Linked DNA regions of Mus musculus: regions 1, 2, 4, 5, 6 and 7 are each linked to region 3. A link is a contact called in public HiCAR-type and promoter capture Hi-C data. All regions are on one chromosome and are shown on one strand. The core of a region is the stretch at or near the end of the contact, and the rest is flanking DNA. Distances in the headings are between cores, read along the strand shown.

The links. Promoter capture Hi-C pulls out the DNA fragments that hold promoters and counts their contacts. HiCAR-type assays count read pairs that join an accessible place to other places.
Region 1: a promoter capture Hi-C map of stem cell-derived epiblast-like cells shows a contact between it and region 3, with 6 times the contacts expected there. The contact joins the promoter of Hand1 here to the promoter of Sparc in region 3. A contact is called at or near these places in 9 of 39 promoter capture datasets (the 3T3-L1 cell line, embryonic stem cells, hippocampal neurons and 3 more), 3 of 115 datasets of contacts at active chromatin or transcription factors (embryonic forebrain, embryonic stem cells and epiblast stem cells) and 1 of 9 other capture datasets (embryonic stem cells).
Region 2: a HiCAR-type map of astrocytes shows a contact between it and region 3, with 9 times the contacts expected there. The contact joins the promoter of Cnot8 here to the promoter of Sparc in region 3. A contact is called at or near these places in 2 of 39 promoter capture datasets (the 3T3-L1 cell line and embryonic stem cells), 1 of 484 Hi-C or Micro-C datasets (uterus) and 2 of 115 datasets of contacts at active chromatin or transcription factors (astrocytes and extraembryonic endoderm stem cells).
Region 4: a promoter capture Hi-C map of stem cell-derived epiblast-like cells shows a contact between it and region 3, with 10 times the contacts expected there. The contact joins the promoter of Sap30l here to the promoter of Sparc in region 3. A contact is called at or near these places in 4 of 39 promoter capture datasets (hippocampal neurons, liver and stem cell-derived epiblast-like cells), 5 of 115 datasets of contacts at active chromatin or transcription factors (embryonic forebrain, embryonic stem cells and forebrain) and 1 of 9 other capture datasets (embryonic stem cells).
Region 5: a contact with region 3 is called in a promoter capture Hi-C map of liver, with 14 times the contacts expected there. The contact joins the promoter of Fam114a2 here to the promoter of Sparc in region 3. A contact is called at or near these places in 5 of 39 promoter capture datasets (the 3T3-L1 cell line, cranial neural crest, hippocampal neurons and 1 more) and 2 of 115 datasets of contacts at active chromatin or transcription factors (embryonic stem cells and extraembryonic endoderm stem cells).
Region 6: a contact with region 3 is called in a promoter capture Hi-C map of embryonic stem cells, with 5 times the contacts expected there. The contact joins the promoter of Larp1 here to the promoter of Sparc in region 3. A contact is called at or near these places in 3 of 39 promoter capture datasets (the 3T3-L1 cell line, cranial neural crest and embryonic stem cells) and 3 of 115 datasets of contacts at active chromatin or transcription factors (astrocytes, embryonic stem cells and extraembryonic endoderm stem cells).
Region 7: a contact with region 3 is called in a promoter capture Hi-C map of stem cell-derived epiblast-like cells, with 8 times the contacts expected there. The contact joins the promoter of Mrpl22 here to the promoter of Sparc in region 3. A contact is called at or near these places in 8 of 39 promoter capture datasets (3T3-L1-derived adipocytes, the SN4741 cell line, cranial neural crest and 4 more) and 1 of 484 Hi-C or Micro-C datasets (embryonic stem cells).

What each region holds. Positions count from the first base shown.
Region 1 is chr11:57,830,862-57,833,561 of GRCm38.p6, forward strand. Hand1 (heart and neural crest derivatives expressed 1) reads right to left here and starts at 1,286. Exons shown (of 2, transcript NM_008213.2): 1 at 383-1,286. The coding sequence starts at 925. Gm32915 (a long non-coding RNA gene) reads left to right here and starts at 1,247. Exons shown (of 3, transcript XR_003949681.1): 1 at 1,247-2,640.
Region 2 is chr11:58,102,667-58,105,366 of GRCm38.p6, forward strand. It overlaps Cnot8 (CCR4-NOT transcription complex, subunit 8), which reads left to right and starts at 1,304. Exons shown (of 7, transcript NM_026949.5): 1 at 1,304-1,542.
Region 3 is chr11:55,418,763-55,421,481 of GRCm38.p6, forward strand. Sparc (secreted acidic cysteine rich glycoprotein) reads right to left here and starts at 1,318. Exons shown (of 10, transcript NM_009242.5): 1 at 1,026-1,318.
Region 4 is chr11:57,800,383-57,803,082 of GRCm38.p6, forward strand. Sap30l (SAP30-like) reads left to right here and starts at 1,255. Exons shown (of 4, transcript NM_001081168.1): 1 at 1,255-1,907. The coding sequence starts at 1,710. 2010001A14Rik (RIKEN cDNA 2010001A14 gene) reads right to left here and starts at 1,085. Exons shown (of 4, transcript NR_131042.1): 1 at 852-1,085.
Region 5 is chr11:57,517,255-57,519,954 of GRCm38.p6, forward strand. Fam114a2 (family with sequence similarity 114, member A2) reads right to left here and starts at 1,390. Exons shown (of 14, transcript NM_026342.3): 1 at 1,319-1,390. It overlaps Mfap3 (microfibrillar-associated protein 3), which reads left to right and starts at 1,411. Exons shown (of 3, transcript NM_180599.1): 1 at 1,411-1,458.
Region 6 is chr11:58,007,673-58,010,372 of GRCm38.p6, forward strand. Larp1 (La ribonucleoprotein domain family, member 1) reads left to right here and starts at 1,392. Exons shown (of 19, transcript NM_028451.1): 1 at 1,392-1,875. The coding sequence starts at 1,521.
Region 7 is chr11:58,170,332-58,173,035 of GRCm38.p6, forward strand. Mrpl22 (mitochondrial ribosomal protein L22) reads left to right here and starts at 1,333. Exons shown (of 7, transcript NM_175001.5): 1 at 1,333-1,382; 2 at 1,463-1,511; 3 at 2,702-2,704. The coding sequence starts at 1,355.

The sequences.
Region 1 (2,700 bases), core at 36-2,535, 2.4 Mb after region 3:
TAAAAACTGTTTTGGGAGAACATCACACGTCAGTGCAGTATTTAAGTCATTTCCTACTTTCATTCTCAACCTGGCTTCCAGAAGGGCCCAGGGAAGACTCAAAACACCTTCAGATTTAAAACAAACTATAATATAGAATATAGCCCCTTCTTGGAAGCCCAAGGTTTTCAATTCATCTTGTAAGGCCCTACGATCACTTTTAAAAAGCAAAATTCTATGTTCACTCAGCAATGACTGTGCACACAATGGCAGACTGTGTCGACCTCAGAACTCTCCCTAGTCTTTCAGAGTCCCACCCAGAACACAGCTCAGTGTTTGCAGGCCTGTTCTTACTTACCCCAGCCCGCACCCTTAGCTGGAACTTATAAGCCCCGGGACTCACCAACTCCCTTTTCCGCTTGCTTTCGCGACCACCATCCGTCTTTTTGAGTTCAGCCTTGAAGGCCTCGGGGTCACCTGCTTGTGCATCCTTGGCCAGCACGTCCATCAAGTAGGCGATGTAACTGGTAGCCAGGCGCAGAGTCTTGATCTTGGAGAGCTTGGTGTCGGCGGGCACATTGGGGATGCACTCACGCAGCTCCGCGAACGCGCTGTTAATGCTCTCTGTGCGTCTCCTCTCCTTCTTGGGTCCTGAGCCTTTTCGTTTGGGCAGGCGGCTTCCAAGAGCCTCCAGCCGACCTGGGCTCTGACTCGGCCTGGCATCGGGACCATAGGCAGCCGCTGCTACTGCGGTGGTAGGTGGTGGCCCGCCGGCAGGGAAATCTGGGGCAGCATCAGCCGGGCTCAGCAGCCAGCTCTGGAAGTAAGGCCGCTCCTGGTGGCAACGCGAGGCCGGGCCAAACAGGAAGGGTTCGTGGAGCATGGGGTGCGGCGGGTGTGAGTGGTGATGATGGTGATGATGTGCGTAGCTGCCCACGAGGTTCATGTTGGAGAGGCTCCTGGCCTGTGCTGTCAGCCCAATTAGCACCGCCCCATGCGCCCCACAGAAGGGGGTCACCGTGGGCTCCAGAGGCAGCGAACTGGCTGGGGTTTGGAGAGTCCTGAGCGAGCAAGGCTGGAGATGACACGAAGGACCTGCCGACCTCTTGAAGGTTTCTGTAGGCAACGAGGGAGAAGGGTTCAGACGTCCAAAGACCGGGTTTAACCCTTCTGCGGACTTGCCACCAGGATCCTGCTTATATAAGGCCTCGGCTTTGATGTCAACCTCTAGCCGGAGCCAATGGCAGGAGGAGGGAAGGGGGTGGCGGTCCCAAGTTTTATGCTCAGCAAGCGCCACACAATTCTAAGCTGACCACAGGGACTGAAAACCCGCCCCGCCTATGTCCCTCCCCTCTCCCAGTTCCCCTCCTGGAAGGGCGGGGGCTACGAACTTGAGGCCAGGCCTGCTCACTCCCTGTACTGAACCTACCACCCTTTCTTCATGGATCCAAGGAAAGGATTCTAGAATTATCCCTTGAAAACAGACAGAGCCTCATCAACACACACACACACACACACACACACACACACACACACACACACACACACACACACACTTGATTTCACAGATAGGGAAACTGAGGACCAGAACAAATTGTTGTTTTTAGGCCTGAAATTCAGAATAGGATATGCAGCATTCCTGAACCCGAACTGCTCATCGTGGGAGCCTGAAGGCCATTGGGCCCAGCAGGGAAGTAGGCTAGGCCCTAACACCTATAGCCCCACCTTTAGGTCCCCTGCTTCAGGCAGGACCTGGAGCTGCTGCCCAACAAGGTGGTCTCCTGAGATCCAGTTCTCGCCCAGCTGCGGACTTCCAGAAGAGCCTTCAGAGGCCGAGGTGGAAGTGGGAGGGAAAGGGAGCGGGGCTTCCAGCTCTTGGGCACTGACCAGTTTGTTCCGGGCTTGGGGGTTGGGGGTGGAGACGGTGGCTGATCTCTGCTCCTCTAGCCTCTCAGGCGCCTGGTTCGGTGTAAACGCCGGCAGGCTGAGCTGGTGGCGAGGCAGCCTGGCGGCGCCTTGGCCCCAAGGCATCTCTGTGGCAGGACTCCCCGGTGTCTTCGGAAGATTCGCACGTAGGGCTAAGGAGCCGGCGACTGCTGGGCTGCTCACTCCATCTGGCTCGCCACCTGCATGAAAATCTTTGATCCTATAAAGATACTTCCACTGAGGCTCACACTGGAAGAAACCAGCCCACCCCCACCCCTGATATCCACGGAGAAACAGCCTAGGCGCTTCACACTCACTCTGCTGAGGCAGGGAATATCTGTGCAACCTTGTGTTGCTCCCCATCAGCCTAGATTCTCCAAGGTGGGATTCCACAAAGAGATGGCTTTCCAAGAGTTGATAAGAACGTGGGAGACCAGGCTTTTAAGCTTGAAACTCTGGGTCTTCTTCATCTTTTCATTAAGGTCCCTGTCCCTAGGACCCCCTCCATCCTCACCAACATTTCTGGTCTCGCTCCTTCCCTAGGTGGGCTTGTGCCTATCAAATGTCAGTTAAGGGGGGAAATGAGATGATGTCAAATTCTTTTTAATTCGCTTCTGATCCAGCCACTCGAAAGTTGCTCGCTGAGGCCCAGCTTGTGTAAGACAATTACCAGGCAGGGACAGTGGGAGAGAGGCCACCGTGCGCAGACGGGATGTGAGGCCCAGTAGCAAGTGGGTAAGTGAAAACGAATGTGGAGTAGGTCGTGGGCTCAACAGATGACAGTCCCTGTGTGTG
Region 2 (2,700 bases), core at 54-2,553, 2.7 Mb after region 3:
GTGTGGGGGGGAAGCCAGGTGTTTCCTGTTCAACTCTTTCAGAGCACACCAGGCCTATTGGTGGCAAGAACCCCCCCTCCCCCCAAATTCCATGCTTCTCACATGACTAGCACATGCTAGGTCCACCCTCTCCTGAAGGACTCAACGGCTGCTCCTCACATGACTAGCACATGCTAGGTCCACCCTCTCCTGAATCGAATCACAGAACAGAGCAAGGACATGCACTGAACAGACTGAGGGAAGGCAGTGTCTACCTAGCCTAGACAACCCGAACACCTCAAAAGAGGCCAGCCCTGCAGCTAGTCCCATCAACATTGTTGCAGGGAATCCACCGCAGCTACAGTTACTGACTGCCCAGGCCTGGTTCTTTGTGGTGACGGTTGTGGCTTGGTCTAGGGTTTCATCCTCATCACAGTCTTGTGTCTCTATTTACAGATCCTGGAGAGAAACAACAAAGGCTGGGCTTCAGAAACTGTCCCTGACATCGTTACCCCAGAAGCTGGCTGTGCGATTTCACAGTTTGAAAGGCTAGCTCTCATTTAGTCAGTAAGTCCTATTTTGGGGATTTCTTCTGGAATAAAAGTTTAAAATGAAAAGGGCAAAGTGACTGGGAGACGGGATGTCAGAAGGGGGACACCTGCTGTATGCTTACCTACGGCCCCTAGGAGAGGAAGCACCAGGGGAGGGGAGGCGCTCTTCGGAGGTCTTAGTCTTCTTGCCCCGTGGGAAAGCACGAGGTGGCGATACATCCCAGCATGGCCTCGCTACCAGCGAACCCCCTACTCTCCCTGACTGGCCCCTCTCTCTCTGCACTGACCCACAGTGATACCAGGGACACAGCGGACAGCACAGGCCCCGGAGCAGCGCTGCTTAGGCCGTCCAGGTTCTGGGAGGCAGTGCTCAGCTGACCTCATTCATGACTCGGTTTGGTGGCGCTCTCCCACCCCTACCTAATGGTCATCCAGAAGGGGTTCTGTGAATAGATGGTCAGTGAATGAGGGGTTCAGGTTGCAGTAATCGAGGGTCAGGACACCCCATGTGCCCTGCATCATCACCTACAACCAACAGTCGTAATATGCTCTGATGTTAGGAAGTGGGGCCAGTTCTAGATCCCGTCCTTTCCCGAGGCGCGACTCATGATACTCCAGAACCTAGGCGGGGACCAAGTTTACACTGCTAGACGCCGTTTGAGGCCTCAGGGCAAACCTCGTTTTACGCACGCGCCCTCCGCCAAACCCAACTTTCTCGCTCTGCGCCTGCGCAGGGAGGCGGGGCGTAGGTATCTGAGCGCGCACGGGGGGACGGAGCCGAGACCGGCGGGACCGCGCACGCCTGGAGTGACGCGGAGAGTAGGCGAGTCGGGAGGGCGGACGGGTAGAGTGGTGCAACCTCTTGGTTTGGTGCCCATCGTCGGCCGCTCTGGGCGCCAGGACTCACGTCTCCCTGTCGAGCTGGGTTTCTGGAGCGGATCCGGGGCAAGAGGGAGGAGAGCTCGGGGTCAAGGGCCGCTGCCGCCCGCACTCGGCGGGGCCGCCAGCCAGGGTAAGCAGGTTAGGTTGCTTACGGTAGGAGCAGGAGGCGGAAGTGCCTCCGTGGCGACCCATCCTACACACGGGAACACTGAGGCACAGAGGCTACGGGGCTCTCGGTCCCCGGAGTCCAGCCTGGAGGCCTAAGGAATGGTGGGGGAGGCAAGAGGCCGCTCTGCTTGGCTCTTGGGGTGCTGCAGCTTTGCGTGGCAGGGCCGCCGTCGCGGAGCCAGCAAGCTGGATGGGGTGCCGTCTAAGTCCAGGGCTGTGGCCTGGAACGCTCCAGAGGGGACCTGTTGCCATTTCTTCTAACGGGCCGCTGCTTCCTCCTGCGCCCGTCTTGCACTGCTAAAGCCTTTTGTTTAGTCTTCTGGAACAGGGAAGTGAAGCTGATTGTCTCCCAGACGCTCTGGCGCAAACAAAAGCCGACGACGAGCAGGAGACACTCAGTGGAACTGAGTTCTGCACGGCTAGCAGGGAGAGCGTGGTTTCGTGCGTTCGCACTCCTCGCTCTTCAGAGCCCACCTGGGTGCACAGACACCCTGCTCCCAAGTTTGGATAATCAGGAGCGGTCACAACAGATTGCTTGGCAGCCTAGGGTGTGTGTGTGTGTGTGTCAGTGTTTTTGTGTCTGTGTGTGTGAGAACACAGGGCAGTGTGTGTGTGTGTGTGTGTGTGTGTGTGAGAACCCCTTTCTTTCCCTTTGTAGTTTCAAATGTAGCTTGGTTTGGGGATCGAGTTTTAAAGCCAGCCTGTGAGGCAAACATTGCATGGGATCAAAATTTTCCTTTAAGGGAGAGATCGCACAGCTGTTGATACACTCAACCCTCTCCCCCTCACACTCATAAAAATAAATCTTTAAGGGAGAACGCAGCCTCAACCTCCGAACCTTCCTGAAGAATTTTGAAGGATAATTTTTTTAGGGTTTAATGTTTATTAATGTATGAATTTATAATTAATATCACGAGTGTGTTGGTGGAAAAAATAGGCCGAAAAGGCGTCAACATTCTCAGGGGCTGGAGTTACAGGCATTTGTGAGCCAATTCACATGGGTGCTGGAAACCAAACTCTGGTCTTCTGGAAGAGCAGCAAGTGCTCTCAACTGCTAAGCCATCACTCCAGCCCCATTCTTCTTTAAGCTATTATTATTGTTATTGTTATTATTTATTGT
Region 3 (2,719 bases), core at 68-2,567:
CTCAGGGGAGATGGCTATGTGAGATCGCCCACAAATTGCCTAAAGCTTGTTACCTCATGTAGGGTCCGCATCTCACTCCACTCCCTACACTAGGAAGGTTCTAGAAACTTAAAAGAGTTGTCAGTGGAGACACTCCCTCCCTGCAGGTGTGCTGTCTGTCCCTGAGGCAGATGCCTGATACCTGTTTGTCCCCCTTAGGTGAGGCTTATTTCCAGCCATTCTAGGAGTCACAGGAAGTTTACAGAACAGCTTGGAGCAGACAAGCTTTCAACAGGCTGAGTCTTGGATAGATTCAGTAGTAGCAAGAAAAGTGTCCTGGAGCTATATCTCTCTGTCTCCCTCCTCCCCATCACACCCTCCTCCCTGTCGTCTCTGGATTGTATCAAATTGTTGGCTTTCTCAGATGTCTAGATACGGTAGAAGCAATGTTAATGCCAGTGATGACCACCTCTCAGAATTAGGCTGGGAACAATGGCAACCCCAGGCTGGGAGAGACAATGGCATTTCAGACTGACTGAAATGCCACGGGGTGATGGGGTGGGGGTGGACAGAGATTGAAGGGACCAGAGCCTTCCCAGAGGAACTGACTAAAGGGAATGTCTTGCCTTGGCTGTTTACAGATCTGTTTATCCTTCTTGCAAAGTCCCATTTGGACAACAGTGCTCTGACCCAGAACTGGATGTCTGTTCTCCCAGAATAGGAAGCCAGACCCAACAGGCTGCCAGCCAGATTTTCTCTGGGTTGGCAGTCATGATGGGCAAATGAGGATCGGATTCTCAGAAAAGGAGGCAGCTGCCTCCGAGGGTGACAGAGGACAGACCAGTAGCCTCTGCCACCAGAGAACACAGAGAAAGCGGTCCCCGCAAACCATGGCTATTTTCTGCAGTGCTACAGAGACAACAAGTTCCCCTGTGAGTGAGCAACAGGTTTCCAGCTCACCTCCCCCTGAGACTGGTCATGGGGATGGGGCAGAGAGGAGATGATGAAGCTTACAGAAGGGCAGGGGCTGACAGGGAGGTGCATACCTCGGCACAGGCAGGCAGGCAGGCAGGCAGGCAGGCAGGCGGCAGAAGAGTTCTGGCGGTCTGAAGGGCTGCAGGAATGTGGAGGGGTTTAGAGGCGAGCAGCAGGAAGCCTCTTGGAGCTCTGGGCAGGGTCTGTCTCACCCTCCGCCTCCACTCAAAGGCCCTCCTCCTCCTCTGTCTCCTCCTTCCCCTGGCCTGCCTCCCCCTTCTCCCCAGAACCAAAGCTGTCTTTTCTTTCTCCCTTCCTTGCCTTGTGGTAGGCTGTGTGCTACCCAGACACCCTGGCCCCACCTGTCTCATCTGTTCTGGGGCTCCTGCCTAAACAGACATGAGGGTCAGGGCTGGAACAGCTGCTGGAATCACCTAGAACAGGCCAGGCCTTGTTCAGAGCCGAGGCTGCTGACTGAAGAGTCCTAGACATTAACCGAGAGAAGAGAGAGAGAGAGAGAGTCACAGAGGCACGGCTAAGCCCCTTGTCCTACTTTACACACAGCCAGCGAGTGAACTTGCCTGAGCACTCTCTTGGGCTTAGCAATGTACAGCAAGGCAGAGAGTGCACGCTGGCATGGCAGTGGGGGAGCAAAAGTACCCAGTTTTCTCAGTGCCAACAAAACAAGCTGCCACTGGTGATACTGGTGGCATCATCCTTGATAACGAGGCGAAGTCCCCTCTAGGTCTAGTGGCACCAACCACGGGTACGTGAAGGATTAGAACTAAGCTGGAAGACTTGCGCTGTCAGTACCTGACAAACTCAGAGCAATAATACTGATAGTCAGATCAGAAGCAATAGCAGGGTTGGTGGGGAAGCCACAGGCCTTTCATTTAGGTGTTGTTTGGTTTTGGAAGAGGTCGCACGTAGCCTGGGCTGACCACTCACTATGTAGCTGAGGATGACCTTGAACTATTGATCTTCCTACTTCTATCTACTTCCAGGGTGCTAGGATTACATGTGTGTGCTACCTACCATGACTATTTTATTTAGTGCTGAGGATTGACCTCGGGGCCGGGGGGGGGGCAGGGGGGGGTGTTAATGATTGTTAAGCAAGCATGCTACCAATGAAGCTGCATTTGCAGCCCAGACAGACACACCAGAAGAGGACATCGGACCCCATTACAGATGGTTGTGTGCCACCATGTGGTCGCTGGGAATTGAACTCAGGACCTCTGGAAGAGCAGTCAGTGCTCTTACCCGCTGAGCCATCTCTCCGGTCCCAAGAGGCCATTTTAATAACAGGGGCACAGGCTCACGCAGGGCAAACAGCTTACCCAGTAACACCTGACCAAAAGTGGTCTGAGAACGCTGAGTCTACATTTCAGCCCCACTCTTCTTTGGGGAACATGGACACTCCTCATCTATGCAGCAGCTCTTGACTGAACATTTTGGGCCTGCCTACCTGGGGAGGTACCAGAATAGACGTGGTGGCAGGAGTTTGGGGTGTGGCTAAAGGGATGCACCTCATGTGCAGAACCACTTCCTCAGTGATGCAGACCCCAAGGCTTCTCCCAGGGGGTCAGATCAGCAGAAACTTCCTGAAAGCGTAGATATCGAAGCAGCCATTGAGTTTGGATAACAGGGGACTGGAGAAGGTAAAAGAACAGTCTAGAGATAAGCTTATACACACCAGGATCCCTGCCTTCCCTGCCACGCCCTCATCTACCACACTCCTCCTGCTCTCCAGCCAAAGCAGTTTGGA
Region 4 (2,700 bases), core at 5-2,504, 2.4 Mb after region 3:
TAGGACCCGACCCTCAGAAAATTCCCTGTGTCCTTGCATCAAGGACGAGGTGACACCCTGGTCTTGGCAGGGTGCGGTGGCCTCCTCCCGGGTTGGTCTGAGTTAGCTTGAAGCAATAAAACTACAAATCAGTCTCTAACAAGTCTGAAGGTGAGTCCTCCGTTGGTGGCCTAAGGGCTTTTCACCTTTGCCTCAGCCCACAAAGTCCACCCTGAAGATCAACCCAGGCCAGGGTTGCTCTGACGCTGGGCTCTCCTCCTTAAGTCCCTTCTTCCTTGGTGCCCGCTGTACTCAAAGATTTCTAGTTCACCTGTCCGACCTCTCCTGTCTCTCAGTGCCTCTTTACGCGCATATGCACTTCCTCGTTAGCTTCATGTCCCACACCATGCACCCTGTCTCCCGCTGCCGCGTAGATCCTCCAGCCCAGGCTTTTCCGTTTTGCCCAGTCTGTTCTCCTGGCAGCACTTTCTCCCTAAGGTCTCCTTCCCATACCCTTCCCTTGTCCCTCAGTTTTCCTCCGCACGTCGATGCTTCAGTCCACTGCGAACGTGATCTCTGCTGCAAGTCTGTCCCTGCTTCCCGCAGACCCCACTCAACATAGGAGACCTTGCGGCCTGTCAGATCCGGCTTAGCATTTCGTTCCATAACCGGCTTGCTCACAACCCCACTATGGAGCCGGACCTCTGCTCAGGATCCCGCGCTGGGATTGGGAACCTGCTCAACATCCCATCCCGGAATGGAGACCCTGCGACCCTCCATATCCCGCTCAGCACCACTCCCTGAGGTGGAGGCCCCGCGTCCCTCCTGACCTAACACAGCATCTCGCCCCAGAGCCAGAGGACCTCGCTCACCATTCCTGGCCCGGACCAGGACATCTTGCATTCTTCCAGACCCCGTTCAGCATCCCTCGCGGAGCGAGGTCCCTATTTACCATCCTAACGGCCTAGAACATCCTGCATCCCTCCAGACCCATCTCAGCATCCCACTCCACAACCAGGACTAAACCTGCGGCCCGCTGTCCTCTCTAGCCCGGGTAACTCTTCCCTCTTGCACTTTCTCTACTTTGAACCCATCCCAGCAGAGTCCAGGAAGTAGCCTGGCACCGGAGACCGGCAGCGATGGCGCCCAATGGGAACTGCCAGCGGCGACGTGGGCCCCGCCTACATAAAGAATACGACCATTGAGCGCACAGAGGCGGGACTTCCGCTGTGCCGCGGCGGGCGGGGGAGCGCACTGTTGTGGTGCGGCGCGTCGGGCGGGCGGCGGCCGGGGCGGCCCAGGGGCTGCCGCGGGGACTCGGGGCGCCGCCGAGCGGCCAGGCGCTGGGGCGGCCCGAGCACACCGCGGGGCCCGGACACGGCAGGTTCGAGGCCGGGCCCCCGCGCGGGGAGCCACGGGGTGGAGACTTTGCCGCGCGGCGCGGAGCAGGCGGGAGCCGGCGGGGGCCTCGGGAGCCCCAGGGCGGCCGGGCCCGGATCCCGGGGGAAGCCTCGTGAGCCCCGGCCGGAGCCTCGGCGTGTGCATCCCCGCCGGGGCCCGGGCTGCAGGAGCACAGAGCAGCCGGGCCTCGCGGAGCTCGGAGCGCGCCTGACCCAGGGCGCACCGTGGGACCCGGGCGCGGGGCTGGCGAAGAGCTGCCCCGCGGGGCTAGCAGCCGCGGAGTGGCCTACAGGGGTCCTCCCCCGGAGGGGCCGGGCCGGGGCGGGGAGATGAACGGCTTCAGCACAGAGGAGGACAGCCGCGAAGGGCCCCCTGCCGCCCCCGCCGCCGCCCCGGGCTACGGCCAGAGCTGCTGCCTCATCGCGGACGGCGAGCGCTGCGTCCGGCCCGCGGGCAACGCCTCCTTCAGCAAGAGGGTGCAGAAAAGCATCTCGCAGAAGAAACTCAAGCTGGACATAGACAAGAGCGTGAGTCTCGGGGCATAGCGCAGGGCCGCGGGAAGGGACCCCGGGGACGCTCCGCGCGGTGGGCCTCGCCGCGCAGTCTGTGCAAAACAGGGGACTCAGGTTCTTGGAGGCCGCTCGGTGCTCCGCGACGCTGCCCGCGTCCCCGAGGGTGGGCTGGGAAACCAGGGAGGGCTTGGCACACTCTCCCTGCCTGGGAAAGCGACAGCAGTTTCCAGCTGTCACTGTTGCGCCGAATAGCAGAGCAGAGAGAGGTGGGTTACTTTTGCAAGAATTGGGCAAAAGAGGTGACAAGGGAACCGGGAGGATCTTCTCCAACTTCGTCCTCCCTCCAGGGACCTTGTCGCTCTTTCAGACACTAGCAAGGTGGCCGCGACTTTCCTGTCTGCCGCGGCCTCCGGTCTCTGCAGCGCAACACAGAGCCCGCTTCGCTGGCAGCGAATGAGTTTTTCTGAGATGTGGCAGAAATAAGGCCAAGGCCGGGTCTTAAATGATTTGCTGTGGATGTGATTGAAGGGGGCGGGGAATCAGCTTTCTTGCGGGGATTAGCATCTTTGGTAATGCCGTTGGAGGTGGAGAGGTGCAAATTTAAAATGGAATGAGATTGCCCTATGCCTTGTGGCTAATTATAAGAAACTTCCTGAGTGATTTCACCTACTCTGGTCCTCAAGATGTGCCTACTGCCAACCGGTTAAGAACTTTTCAGTTTGACATCTGTTGCTGCAAGCCCTGAGTGGCAGCTTCCAGGTTAGGAATTGAGACTGAGTTAAGGAACTTCTCATATTCAGGAGTTTGA
Region 5 (2,700 bases), core at 140-2,639, 2.1 Mb after region 3:
GTCTGGGTATCTTATCACAGCAACAGGAAGGTAAACAAACAAAGGGTATGGAGACAGCACAGAAGAAAGGTCAGGGAGCCATGATATAATCCCCTAGAGTCATGTCTCTATTAGGGAAGAAGCAAGGGTGACAGGCTAGAAAGGTAGACCAAGAATATGCTGCCTAGTGTTCTCCCTCCTCTCCTCTTCTTTTTCTGCTGCCATCTTGTCTCTCCCTCCCAATAAAACCTCTTCCACGTGAAAAAAAAAAAAAAAAAAGGTGTTGCCTAGACTCTATGGGTACACGATATGCATATATTAAACTGTCCCAAAAACTCATAGAAAAAAAAAATTCCATACACAAGTACCAATTGCCATGCAAACTAACTCAGAAAAATAGAAAAATAACTCGTTTAACTTATTCATGGCAAGAACCTTTTGCATATGGACCCAGTTCTGGAGACAGAGAAGATATGTAAGGCAATTTCTGCCCCTGTCAGTCCAAAGGCTGATCTAACAAAAAGACACCGACATGCTTGCCCAAAGTTCAGAAGGTGTTCTTGCAGCTGTATAGACACTGTTTTAGAGCTACCTTTTTCTTCTTTCTCCGAGTTACAACATATAATATATAGTCTCTCGATTTGCTCTATGTAAGCAAATAGAACGCACATATTGCATACGTTCATTTAAATTTTATGAAACTAGAACATTCCGATTAGTAAACTCCAGCTGTCCCTATTATTTCACTTGCACAATAGAGATTTTAATAAGCATCGAGGACGTGCCAAGAGTTTAGGCTGAGTCAGGAGACAAGATTCGTGAGTGGTGATGTCCCTCTCCACCGTTCCTATAAGTAAGATTAAACACATACCAGACATACGGAATTGTACTATTTAATGTTTTCCGGGTATGGTTTTTCCTGATTGGAGGAGAACAATCCAGGTGACTGGAGAAGTCAAACAAGGCGCCTCACAGTCGAGACACAAATATGCCCAGAGCACACGCGTGACCATCGCCTTTACCCGGAGGCGGCGTGGCTGGCGTGGCTGACTAGCTGGAAGCCGAGCCTGGGGTCAGCGCTGCCGCCGGTCCGTGCGACAGGGAGCCCCAGCTGCAGGCTGCGGCGACTCCCCAGCTAACGTGGCGGGTCTCTCGTCTCCGCACGTCCGCACGCAGGTCCCACCCCCAGGCCTCAGGTAAACAAGCTCTCCAGCCCTTCGGCCGGCAAGCCCACCAAACATGGCTGGAAGCGTTGCAGCCCCTCAACCCGTGACCCCGAGACCCCCCAGCCTTCGCCGCCCTCACCCGGAAGCCCCACAACCCCGACACCGCCCCTCACCGCGGCCACCGCCGCTCGCTCGCCGATCCGACCCGACCGTCGCGGAAGTACTCCTGACCTCAGCGCGGAGGCGGGGTCGCCGTCGAGGAGTACTTCCGGGTCAAGCATCCTCTAGGGCGGAAGGCGCTGACTGCAGAGAGGTGAGTGAATCCGCTGCTCCGGTGGCTTCCTGAGAGGTAAAGGATGCTTGAAGCTGGACACGGGGGATGCCAGGATGTCCGCCCTCCGTGAAGGCTGGGTGTGGGTGTCGGGGTTCCGCCATGAGGTATTTCCAGAATACTCGAGGGCCAGCGACGATCCGGGACACAAACTGGGAATTCAGGGCGGGCCCTGCTCTCAGCTCACTGCAAAGGTGGTGAGGAAGGGAGACCACCACCATCAAAACAACGGAATCTGAGGGGGTAGTTAAGTGCTTTCGTCCAAGTTTAAATGCGGTGATGGAACGGAACTGAGTGAGGAAGTGAGAAGGGGGAAGCCTGCCTGTAGGGAGGAGGAGTAGAGGTTTTGAATAAATAGTAAAGGGAGACGGGGGGGGGGGGGGGGGGCGGAGAACTTGGGCACTGGGTCTTTGTGAGGTCGGTGACCAGGCGTTTGACTTAAAATTTGGAACTCGATGGGAAGTAATTGATAGTTTCTAAGCAGGAGAGTGATATGCTTTTGATTTGTAATTTTAGATGTGCAGTGCATCGCTTCATTTGTCCCTGGGCAGTTTATCCAAGAAGACATTAAGCAAAATTGTGTTAAAATATGGGGTGGGGGGGGCACCTGAAACCCTAAAGACTTGCTTTCGAGTGTCTCGCTGTTGTGTTGTGTTGGTGTATAGCTAAGTGGGAGTGCGTTTGCCTGTCATGTGCAAGACCCTGGGTTTGATCCTGAGCACAAAAAAAAAAAAAAAAAAAAAAAAAAAAAAAAAGGAACAGATTCCCCTCCTCTGTTCAATCCCTTACATCAGTGTTCAGATGTAACTGCCACTTCCTAAAACCCTTCAAATGTTTGACTTTACTTTCAATAGTAATTCTTTACATTTCCGTATGCTGATATTCTCTACGACCTTACTAAATGCCTGTTCCTTTGAAGATTTGCAAGTTCAAGGCTAGCCTTGGCTACATTGTGAACTCTAGGCCAGCCAGAGCTAAGTAACCACATCCTGTCACAAACAAAAACGTCTGGTCCAACAAATAAACCAGAAAAAAGATTTCTTCTGGTTTTCTTTTGTAAAGGAAAAATGTATAGGAATGTATCTTGGGCCACTAGTAACTGTCTTGTCTTTTACATGTTGCCATTAGTATTATAGTGACAATTCTGAAAAATTTTGGTCTTAGAGTCCATTGCACTTAAACTTACCAAGAATTTTGAAGAGTTTTGTTTAAATAGATTACTAC
Region 6 (2,700 bases), core at 142-2,641, 2.6 Mb after region 3:
GTTGTAACCCTCTAATCCCAGCACTAGGGAGGCAGAGACAGGTGGGTCTCTGTGTGTCCGAAGTAAGCCTGGTTGCCTGGTCTACAGAAAGAGAGAGTTCTAGGATAATCAGAGCCCAGAACTAGACAGAAACCAAACCAAACCAAACCAACCAACCAACCAACCAATCAACCAACCAACCAACCAAAAACTCTGCTTGAAAAACAAAAAAATACCCAAACAAACCAAACGGAAAAAACAACCCAAAACAAACAAAAAGCCAATCTTGTCTACTTCATTACAGCACAGTGACTACTGCGCTGTAATGAAGTATTTGTTTCTCCTGTTTACTGTGCCTTCCCCCACCTTACAGTGTAAATTCCGGGAGGACAGGTGCTTGTTAGCCTGGTTTATTGGCAGACCTTTCTAAGAACTTTGCAGGCCCCCAGAGCATAAAGTCAGTAAACATTTATTGAACCAAATGACAGAGAAATTTGAAACCACCTGGCATAAATGGTTCCTTCATTTTACAATAGAGAAATCGAGACCCAGGAAGTGGACCTGACTACTGCTGATAACCCCTAACTAACTGCAATGGGGTCAGGGTTAAGATACAAATCTCAGAGCTTTCTGAGTCCCTCAATTAAGTGTCAGTTCAACTCTACCCTAAACAATTCTATAGAAAAAACACAAGCGACTTGAAAGAAAAGCCATTTCCTGCCTATAAAACACTGGGTTTCGAGGGCCTGCATAGCGTGGGTACTACTGGGAATTCTGTTCTCTTTCCGAGGCGCTCGCTGCCCCTGTGGGGAAAGAACTCCCTTGGACCCATTACCAGTGCTCTGGCCAGGCTGCAGCTGGGCCAAGGTCATCGGAGTGGGGCCAGAAGCCACGCACAGGGGGCGGCCAAAGAACCCCTCTGCATCACTAGCCAAGTCTGGGCTGACATAGTAAAAGACCCCAACGCGGAGCCCCGAGAAACACTTGTCACCAGCGTTAGCAGGCCGGGCCGGCCGCGTGGCCAGGTCCCATGTGCTCCACCTGCGACCGTTCTGGGGCGCTGGCCCTTTAAGGCTCCTCCCCCACCCCCGCCCTCCGAAGTTGCATCAGGCACGTGCTCGCCCCCGTCCACTTGCCGCGCCACAGGAATGGTCTCCAGGGGGCGGGGCCGGGGCGGGACCTTCCGCCCTGCGCGCGCGCGCCCGTCGCCGCGCCGTCCCCGCCCCTCGCGCGCCGCGTCGCGAGGCGCGCGCCCGCCCGCCGCCCGCCGCGGATCGCGTGGTCTGGCTCGGCTCTCCGCGCCGCTCCCCCCCTGGCCGTCCGCACCACTGCAGCCCCCCGAGCCGCCCCGGGCCGGGGGCGGGGGGACGCAGGCGGCGGACCGAGGTCCGCCAGGCCGGCTAGGCGCGCCGGAGCCTTCTGCCCGGCGCGCCACTCAGCGTCAGCCCGTCCGCGCCGCTCCGCGTCCGCGCGGCCCGGGCTCCGGCGCCCCGCCAGCGGCCTCGAGCGGGGCCCGCGGCGCGCCCGGCCCCTCCGCGCAGATGGCCACTCAAGTGGAGCCGCTGCTGCCGGCGGGCGCCCCGCTGCTGCAGGCCGAGGAGCACGGCCTGGCGAGGAAGAAGCCGGCGCCCGACGCCCAGGCCGAGTCGGGCCCGGGTGACGGCGGCGGAGAGCCCGACGGCGGCGTCCGCAGGCCGCGGCCCGCCTGCGCCAGGCCTGGCCGCGACGGCGCGGAGCGCGAGAGCCCGCGGCCACCCGCAGCTGCGGAAGCCCCAGCGGGGAGCGACGGCGAGGACGGCGGCCGGCGTGACTTCGTGGAGGCACCGCCGCCCAAGGTGAACCCGTGGACGAAGCACGCGCCGCCGCCGGCCGCGGTGAACGGACAGCCGCCTCCAGGTGGGTCTGCGCGGCGCGGCACTGGCCCGCGCAGTGACGCGGGCGTTTCCCTCGGAGCGGGGCTACCGGGGCCGCAGCGGTTGGTGGCAACGGCATGCCTCGGGCCTAGCTTGGCGGACTGGGCCGGGCGGGGCCGCTCGTGTGCCCTGTGCTCCCTATGCGTCTCGGCGCCTCGAGAGTGCGTGTTCAGAGAACATGTGTCATGGCTCCGAGCTGGGCCTGGCTTTGAACTTTGCAACTTTGCGCTTCGGGGAGCCGGGTGAAGCGTGGGGAGCGCGGGCCCCTGCGTGCCCGGGAGCCGGTTGCGGCCCGCGGCGACGCGAGGGGCGTGTGTGGCGGCGAGGGAGTGGCCGCGCCGGTGCGGGGCGGGCGGGTGACAGTTGGGCGCCATGCGCCGTGCCAGGACTGTTCGCAGCGCTCGCCGGCCGGAGCTGCGCGCGGGGCTCCCCTCCCCCGCTGAGTCCGGGTGGGAGGTGGCTCGGGAATCCTAGCCGGGCGCGATCGGCGTGGGCATCTAGTGGCGCACCACTCGGGCACAGCCTCCGCTTGGGTACTCCTGGGTGTTTGATAGTGAGCATGGCCCTTGAGTTTGATCGTCGGAGTCCTGGTACTTTTAACTTTAAAAAATGAAAAAAAAAAAAAAAACCAAAACCAAAAACTTGCTATGGAGCTTAGGTGTGGTTGCCTAACCTAAGCTGGGCACCGAGGAAGTCGGAGCTAGCCGCTTTCAGGTTCCAGAGTGCTGGAAAGTGTAGGCCTAGCCCTGGGGGAAACCAGCACGTTGGTTGCCCTTTCGATTTCTCTTAGGGTTGCTTCATAAGGAAG
Region 7 (2,704 bases), core at 83-2,582, 2.8 Mb after region 3:
CATACGCTGGGATTACATCATGTGGTGCTACGCCAGGCTCCTTTTCTCTGAGACAGAGCCCGGCTTGTGTAACATGGTGGTTCTTTAACACCAGTCTCCCACATGCTGATGTTACAGTCATTTTTAACAAGAACCCTGAGGCCCACTGAAGACAGAGTTTGATGAACCAGCCTGCCTCCATTTTAGGCTTAAAAGGTATCTTTTTTTTTTTTAAAGATTTATTTATTTATTATATGTAAGTACACTGTAGCTGTCTTCAGACACACCAGAAGAGGGAGTCAGATCTCATCATGGGTGGTTGTAAGCCACCATGTGGTTGCTGGGATTTGAACTTCGAACCTTCAGAAGAGCAGTCGGGTGCTCTTACCCACTGAGCCATCTCACCAGCCCAAAAGGTATCTTATAGTAGAGGCAAACTAGATTCATTCCTGTTTATGATTAAACCTCCATTTCTCACTGATTGGGCTATGCCACACCTGTAATCTTAACTATACATGGTTCTGTGGGTTCCAGAAAATGGCAACTGTGTCTTTGTTTCAAAACCATCTTGTTAATCCTACCTTTGTTTCAAAAGGTTTTTATGGCCGGTCATGGTGGCCCACACCTTTAATCCCAGCACTCGGGAGGCAGAGGCAGGCGGATTTCTGAGTTCAAGGCTAGCCTGGTCTACAGAATGAGTTCCAGGACAGCCAGGGCTATACAGAGAAACCCTGTCTCAAAAAACCAAAAAAAAAAAAAAAAAAAAAAGGTTTTTATGACTACCTTCTTAGGACCACCTTGTGATCATAACTTTCTTTCAGGAGGTGGTTATGACCAATTTGCTAGTCTGTTTCTGTTTATGGGACTAACTTATTAGTCAGCTCCTGTTCTAGTTCTGCTCCTGTAACCTCCACCTAGCAAATCCATTTGGAAACACCCAACCCCTGAGCTATAGAAACCTTGTCTTCCTCATATCCGATGCTGCCTTCTCAAACGTTGCTTTAGGGGGAAGCAGTTCCTGTATGCAAATAAAAAAAGCTTGCTTTAATTAATTGCTTGCTTTAATTAACTTGGCCATTATGATTTGGATCAGTGGTCTTTCTTGTATCTTTGGCCTTAAATATTTAGGATTAAAAGGTTCTCCTGCCCTTTTCAGGCTGTTATGAGGTGAGGTCACAGTTTTTCTGATTTTCAGTCTTTATGAGGTCATTCACTCCAAAGAAAGACTGCTCTGACCAGACTTTTCACAAGGACGACGCATTCCTGGTCTCCATGACAACGCACTCTGACTTTTCCGGTCCCGGAAGCCGGCCTCGGACTGCGCATGCGTATAGTCAGCCGGCGTTTGATCCCGGAGGCTTCCGTAGGGCTCAGCATGGCGGCCGCACTACTGCGAGAGTTGGGTAAGGCTTGAGTCTTTCTTAGAATTTGGGAAGGAGGAGATAAAGAGAATCGAAGTTGACAGCTCGTATTCACGTTGCAGGTGCACTGAGGGTACCTAACCTGAGGATCTGGGCAACGCAGACGCTGCGGTAAGAGTCCTGCCACGAAGATCTTGCAGGCTGCGCCTGATCTGCATCGATCACAGTGCACTTGTGTGCCAGGCAGTACTTTCGGCCTCAGGTGGAGGGCGGCCCGACCCAGAACCCCATAGAGACTGTTGCCTCCGGGGGCTCCTCTCGGTGTTTTCTGACCAGCCTCTCCCTATTCCGTAGGCACGATTCGAATCTTCGACTTTGTGTGCTATACCAACAAACATTCCTGGTTATTTCTTTATTCACTTGCCGTGGGCAAGGACTGTTTGGAGACTCGAGGCTTGCCTGACATTGTACATTCGTTCGCTGTTGTTTCTCAGCAACTGGAGTTTGAGCCTTTTGCTCTGCAGAACATTCTGGAGCCTCTCGAGAAAGCCTTTTGTTTGTTTGTTTGAGTCTCGCCATAAGTCAGTCTGGCTTCTGCTTACCAGTCAGAGGCTGGGATCCTAGGCCATGCACTGTCCTGCTAGGACACAAGCGTCCCTATGCAGTTGAGTTAGCACTGGCATGGATCCGTAGGGTACATCCGAAGTTTCGATTACATATATAGTACTTGCAAATGAATTGCTTCTTTGGAGCAATATTTTGACATAATATAATTATAGTTGTTTGATTCCGTTTAAAACCCATTTCAGTCCTGAGTATTCATAAAACCTGTAAGTATTCATGAAACTTTGTCACTGTTAATTCATGGCATACTTAATTTACCAGACACCATATTGATTGCCAAATCTGTATTGAGGTTTTGAGAAATGCAAGGCAGTTTCTAAGGGATGGCAGACAGTAGGTACCTCACGCTCACAAAATCTTGTTTAATAGTTTATCCTAATGGCTTCTTTGAAAGATTGAAGTCAGAGTTGAGCAGCTTATGGTTCTGTCACCCTGCTGTGAGTGATGATATAAAATGATGTTAGAGGCCTTAGAGACATTGCCTCTTTCCTCTTTCTTACATACATGAAAACCAAGGCCCAGTGAAGTGACAGTGTGCCGCTGGCTTTAACTATGTAAAATGTAAACACCAGTGATTCAAACTGGAGAAGAAAGTTTGAAGGCCTAGAGATTGCAGGTGTATCTGGATGGGAGACGAGCCAGCTCTGTAGTGTCTGGATAAGGGTGGTGGTGACGTGGCTCCCAGAACGGCAGAGAGGTCCAAGTTTCTGTTGTCTTATGGGCTTCCTTCCTTTCAGGGT